Regions from separate parts of the Rattus norvegicus genome. Here region 1 is linked to region 2. The links are chromatin contacts, called in public Hi-C maps. All regions are on one chromosome and are shown on one strand. The core of a region is the stretch at or near the end of the contact, and the rest is flanking DNA. Distances in the headings are between cores, read along the strand shown.

Region 1 (3,144 bases), core at 89-2,588, 120 kb after region 2:
CATCAACAAGCAATCATTAACCCTGCCTTGCATCACGCACTGTACCAGCTGACAAAATTCACAATGAAAGCTTGCTTCCTTGGCCCTCAGGTGTTCTGTGTCAAGGGAAGATGGCGGGTGTGTCAGTATGTAGGAACTGTTATAGGAGGGCAGGGATGGGCAGGAGGCCCTGAGGAGAACAGGGAGCATGGAAGGCCTCACAGAGAAGGGCATGGAGGAAAGGAGCCTGTTGGCCAGGTGCGGAGGGCACAGCCGAGTGATCTAGGCAGGGAAGGAAGAGAGAAGGCCCAGCATTAGGTCGTTTGTTCTACAGCAGTGATTGGTTCTCTGGGCTGAATTCTGGGCATGTGGTAGAGTGGTATGAAATAGAGGGGGAGGGGCAGAGACTCGCCTCTTCCCCAGCTATGTGCCACATTAAGATACTTAAGGGGCTGGAGAGATGGCTCAGCGGTTAAGAGCACTGATTGCTCTCCCAGAGAGGACCTGAGTTCAAATCTCAGCAACCACATGGTGGCTCACAACCATCTGTAATGGGATCTGATGCCTTCTTCTACTGTGTCTGAAGACAGCTACAATGTACTCTCATTAAATAAATTTTATGTATTTGTAAAAGGATGCTGTTCTGTAATATCACCTGTTTGCATTTTAGGAAGATTTTCCAGGTTACAATATGGAACACTGGTGAAGGAATGGGATTGGCTGATAAGAGAGTAGGGCTTGAAAGATGGCTTATCAAACAAGGGTGCAGGGGTCTCCTCAGTGGAGGATGATAACTGGCTTCTACAAGTTGTCCTCTGACCTCCAGATCTGTCTCTTGCCAAATGTGCCTACTACTACTACTACTACTACTACTACTACTACTACTACAATACACAATACACAATACACACACACACACACACACACACACACACACACACACACAGGGAAGGGGAGGGAAGGGAAGGAAAGGAAAGGAACTTGTCAGTTTTGAGTGTGGGGCTCTTTCTGGAGGAGTTGGAACAGAAGCCTGCTGTGACTGCAAGTCCAAGCCTCATGCGTGGGTCTTGCCCTGGTGCTGAGGGAGACTCTTAGTCTCTCTGAGGATTCTTTCTCTATGGAATTCTGGTCCATTTCTGGTCCTAAGGATTGTGGGAGCTACCCGTGCACGACATCTACAACTCCACCATGGCTGGGAGGGGCCTTTGCAGGGCCTACAGGGCTGGTGGCTGAGGGGAGAGCACGCTGACTAACCACTTTCGAAAGCAGAAAATTTCCATTGACCTGTAGTCAGGGACACCTCCCTGCCCCTGGCCACTTCCCTCTCTCTGTATTGGAATGTGCCTGAGGAGTGGCGTTAACTCCGTTTCCAAATTCCTCAGCTCTGAGTTTATGAACTTTGGGGCTGCTTGGAGAGAACTACACTGGGGCAGCATTGCTGGTGTGTGGCAGGGAGGACCGATCAGCAGGAGCGGCCCCTGCTTGAGCCCCACCGTCACGTGGCTCTTTCATGACTTCAGGCCACATTCCACATTGCCGTGTACCCCTCCCTGTTGCACTGTTCTTCTTGCCCGTGGAATGCACCAGTGTGACACATCTCTTCGTTCACTCTGGGGGGGGGGAGTTTGCTTTGCACAATGCATTTGAAACCCAGAGTTAAGTTGCACGTCTATAGCACGAAAAGGGAGGCAAACCACGAACATCTCAGGATCCTCACCTTCACATGCACATCGATGCCGGCATGGGTCAAGGCCTACCCTGCCCTGCTGTGGGTTTTATTCTTTCAGTGAGAAGCTGAATAAAAATGTGTCAGTTCTTCCCAGCAGCAAGAAGATTTTACTGTGGGGCTAAAGTCACGAGATCTGGTGAAGATGGTTTAGGGTTCGGTGTTGGGGCGTGGCCACACCCCCGCAGAGATACCCAGGAGTGGCTTGGTTAGTAGAGGCAAGAAGATGGTTGGTGACCTTTGACACTGGCTTCCCTTGAGCAGACCAAGGACTGAGTCATCGTTACCTGTAACTCGAGGCACTCGAAGGGCTGGTGGTTGTGCCTGACTCATAGTTGGTGGGCAGCTAGTGTTTATTTAGGACATAGTTTTTATACCCAGTTTATTGATGATTGGTTTCGTGCTTCCTGAGCCAGTACAGACCAGAAAGGCTTCCTTAAACGTTAAGGACTCACAGGGCCTTGTGAGATGACCCAGTGCCTGCTACTAAGCCTGACAACCCCTCCAGTTGTCCTCTGACCTCCATACACGCCCAGGGACACACACACACACACACACACACACACACACACAAAGTAAATAACTATGGAAACAAGAAAGATCGAAACCTGATATGCACCTTAAAGTGGGGTGACTAGGGGTTCATCCTGGGGAGTGGAGCCAATATTTGGGTAGTAATGACACTCGGTAATGTCAAGTAATGACACTGGGTCATTACTCCATGGTCGCTGCCGCAGCCTTCCCAGCGTGTACCGTCAGCGTTTTCAGCAAGTTTGCTCAGACTCAACGAAGTGGCACTGTGGATAATTCTTTGTTGGAGCCGCTCCACACGTCATCATAGGATGGCTAGATGAGATACCAGCGTCACCTCCTCCTGGTTATGAGAATCAAAATTATTTCTTGACAGACATTGCCAAATGCCCCCCTGAGGAACAGAATCGTCCCTGGCTGAGAGTCACCGGTGGAGAGGCACCGGCAAGGTCCCCACACTGGGTCTGTGCTTGCCTCCCACACTGTGGAACACTGAGCGAGGTGTTTCCTAACAAGACCAAGCAGAGTCACCTAGAGACGCTGGGCCCACTGGAAAATCTGGCAGAGTCCGAGTGTTGGGATAATAGCAGCTCCTTAGGCACGGTCCACGTCAGCCACGATAGAGATGATGGCGGCGCAGATCATGGGGCGGTTCGGAGAGCAAATCAGCATTTGAAATATGTGTGTATCAGACATGATGGCACACGCCTATAATTCTAGCCCCCCCGGGGGGGCAGAGGAGGAAGATCAAGTGTTTAGAGCTGGGCTGGTGCATAACAAGGGCACAAAACAAGCAACTTATCTGAGTGCATGCGTGTGCGTATATGAGAGCGTGAAATATTGTGTAGAAAGGGTTGGAGCATATCACAGCGGCTGAGCAAGCACCAGTCTGCTCATGGGAAGAGGAG
Region 2 (3,459 bases), core at 52-2,551:
TCCACTCCCCTGTTACCCTTTCCTTTTTCCTACCTCTCTGGTGGGTGATGGGCTAGAAGGGAGGTTAAGGTGTCTAAGAACCATCATTAAAAAATAGACTTTAAAAATTAAAATTACAGAAGTCTAACTGGGTCCCTCATTTGTGCAAAGGTTCCCTGATTATCCAACAACTGTCAAGACTGGAAACCTGTCTTTGAACCAGTCACTTCTGTCACTTCATCTGCTGTGTCACTGGTAGAGTTTCCGGTGAAGTAGCTGGTGACAGAATTCTGTGGGTCAAGGTGCTTGCTGCCAAGCCTGAAGAACTGCACCTAAGTTGGATTCCTGGGCCCTACGTGGTGGAAAGGGAGAAAGTTGTCTTCTGACCTCACTCTGGTCAAGGCTGTTTTTGAACTTTTGATCCTCCTGCCATACTTGGTTGTATGGGGGGCTGGGGATCAAACTCAGGGCTCTGTGTATGTTGGGCACATAACATTACTACTGAACTATGGCCCCAATGGGCAATTCACCTTTCAACAGAAAGCGAAGTGTAAACAGAGCATCAGAGTTGTGTTGGTGATTGAAGTAGTGGCGTTCAAGCCTTGCAAGGTGCATGTCGCCGGCACATGCGTGCAGGCGGGACCCTGCGTGCTCGCCTGTCCTTCACACTCAGGGCCATGGGGAGACTGCAGGGTTGGAATTCAGGTAGCACAATAGCTAGAGAAGGCACTCTGTGCCAGGCTGTACAGAGAAAGAGCATGATAACCAGAACCGGGAGAAAACCCAAACTGGGGCAGAATGAATGTATGTGCACGGGGCTGCGATGTAGGAGTGGGCTTCTCTGAGATATTTTAAAAAAGAATTTTGATATCGACAACCACGGTCCCTATCTTCTCTTAAGACCCTGGTAGTTTGAAGGATCCAGAGAGAGGCAGCGAGTCCCCTCAGTGATCGCCACATCCCGGGTACCCCACACTTCTCCCAGGCCAGGGATCCCCAGCTGTTACCCCATCCCGGGCCGCTCCCTGACTTCCTTTCTCTCCTTCCAGCCCCAGCCTTCTCTGCCCGAAGGGAAGCGCAGGCTGGAGCAAGCTCTCTCGGCTCATCCATCAGCAGTGGAGGAGGAGGAGAGGAGGGGCAGGAGGAGGAGTTTCTAGGCGGCCGAGCCCCCAAGGCCCGCAGTGCCCTTCCCCCCTCGCGCTGATTGCTGTGGCTGCGCGCCCGACCCCGCCCGCGCGTGTGCGCGGCCGAGCTAGGGCGCCGCACGGGCCCGATGGGGGTGATCCAGGCTTTCGGGGACGCCGAGCGCCACTTTCCTCCTCCCTGGCAGTGAGAGACAGTGGGGAGAGGAGAAAGCGGGCTGCTGTCCTTCCAGGCCACTTTCGCTGCGCGATTCCGCGAGCTCCCGGCAGGAGGTGAAAGTCCCCGGCGGGGTCCGGATGGCGCAGTTGCACTGCGGCTGCTGAGCTCGCGGCCGCCTGCGCGCGCTGGGCGCGGGGACTCGCTTCGGCTAGTAACTCCTCCACCTCGCGGCGGACGACCGGTCCTGGACACGCTGCCTGCGAGGTACGTGCTGCTCGGCGCCCGGTGAGCGGCTGTGCACGCTGCGCGGTGCGAGTCGGTGCCTGCTTCGCGGGGTTGCTCGGGTCACCCGGGACCCAGAGCCCGGGACCTGGCTTTGGCCGGGCCGGGTTGACGCTGAGCGGAACCAGGATCCGCGGCGGTCCCGGGTGGGCAGCTCCAGGAAGGAGTTCCCCACGCCCGCTTTCGCTCTTCCTCTCCGCGGTTTCCTAGTCCCCTGCGGGGCCGCAGGCCACTGCCCTCCCGGCGCGTGACAGCGTGGGTGGGCGCTGGACCCTGATGGATAGCAGAGGCCGCGGCCGCGAGACACGCGCGCCCACGCCAGTCCAGGGTCCCTGACGGCCACTCCCTGGCTCGGGGAGTCAGTCCTGAAAACGCAGCGGAGGACGCGCCCGGGTTAATCCCGCCGCGCTCCCGCTGATGGTAGAGGCTCCCTGCGAGTGTGAACTTGGTTGGGACAAACTTGAAACTCATGGATGTTGCTAGAGGAATCCGCTTGCAGAGTTGGGCTGATTGGGACATTTGTCCCACCTTCCCGTACCCGACAGGAGTGCAGACTGCTGGCGTGACGAGCCCCAGTTACCGAGGCTTTAGGTGTTCGTGCAAACGGTCGCTCCGCTAGCTGTGAACTGGGAGGACTCGGTCCCCCAAGGTGGCTGTGCGGTTGGAGGAGTGCACATATGTTCCGGACTGGGACCGCGCCGCCGAGCGCTGCACAGGTGTTTGCGCCCCGTGCTGCGCCCTGCGGTGACAGGAGAGCCGCGAGGGGAGGGATCCTGCGAGTGACCCACTGAGGTGAAGAACCAGCCGACTTAAAAGTTTCTTCTTCCTTTGAAGAAGTGAGCGGCTTTGGAGAGTACCCACACGCAAACAAAACAAAACAAAAACAAAACAGAAAACCGTAACGGGATCCTTTAATATCCCGGGAATGGCCCTCTTTCAGATTGTAGCGGATAATTCTAGGGAGAGCTTAGCTGGTTCTTTGGAGGTACTCAAACCGGAGTGTATTGATCCCCTCCTGTGTGTCAGTATCTCCAGCAACTCCAGCTAGTACCTGTCAGGACTTAAGGACCACCCCAACTCTATGGTTAAAAGTGATTTTAGTGGGCCCATTTTACAGATCACATGTTAGACGCTAGTCCAGAAATCATATACAGCTTTCTGTTACTTTTAACCCAATGCTGCTTGGGTCATGGCGAAGTCCTTGGCCCTCCGTTCTCGCCCAGCTTCCTGTTCGAGTTGAATATACCCTTTGAAACACAGATAGATTATCTGTGATTAATTTAGGTGATCATACATGTATGTACTTTGCAGGAGCCAGAATCCAGCTTCTCCAAGCCTGGGTCCAAATAATTATAAATAGAACTCTGACTTGTGTTAGTTTGGATCTTTATTCTTTATTACTTTTATTAATCCACCAGACGTTGTTGATCAAGGCCGCTTGGCTTCCTTAGGAAACAGCTTGAGGTTGGCACAGGAGGCAGGGAAATAATTCTTACCCCCTGAAGGGCTATTAAACAGGACTTGATTTCATGCCATTGTCTCAGCGAGAGGATGTTGCTCTGTTTCTTGATGTTCTCTGCTTTTGGCTTTAATTCTGCATTGTTTAGCGTTTGGAGGCTTGGGCACACTTTTTACTCTTGACATTGTTGTCAGCTTTAAACGTCCCCTATTGTGATGGAATCTGGCCACCCCACACCAGCTTTGCTTAACTGTTTGTACATTAAAAAAAAAACAATAAAGTCATCAACTGAGTTTTGAACCCCAGCACTTCAAAGACCTATGCCCTGAGAAATTCATTGTTATTTTTAACATTAGCCAGCAGGGGGCGCACAGCATATTATTGATGTCCGGCGGGCACCTAAACCTGTTTGTACGGTATGTATCATATATTTCAGA

What was found. Hi-C and Micro-C count contacts between places; a contact is called where the count stands out from the background.
Region 1: a contact with region 2 is called in a Hi-C map of the A7r5 cell line, with 2.3 times the contacts expected there. The contact joins the enhancer-like site here to the promoter of Tgfbr3 in region 2. A contact is called at or near these places in 3 of 12 Hi-C or Micro-C datasets (the A7r5 cell line, the Rat2 cell line and psoas muscle).

The regions. Positions count from the first base shown.
Region 1 is chr14:2,756,608-2,759,751 of GRCr8, forward strand. The region is part of intron 4 of Tgfbr3 (transforming growth factor beta receptor 3); the gene reads left to right. Among named protein-coding and RNA genes, the nearest start is that of Tgfbr3, 120 kb to the left of the region's middle. Within about 2 kb of position 1,339, at least 23 of the 93 cell types and tissues checked have an H3K27ac peak or open chromatin away from gene starts, as enhancers often do. A contact at or near this core is called in the A7r5 cell line, where this site is marked.
Region 2 is chr14:2,632,993-2,636,451 of GRCr8, forward strand. Tgfbr3 (transforming growth factor beta receptor 3) reads left to right here and starts at 1,302. Exons shown (of 17, transcript NM_017256.1): 1 at 1,302-1,545.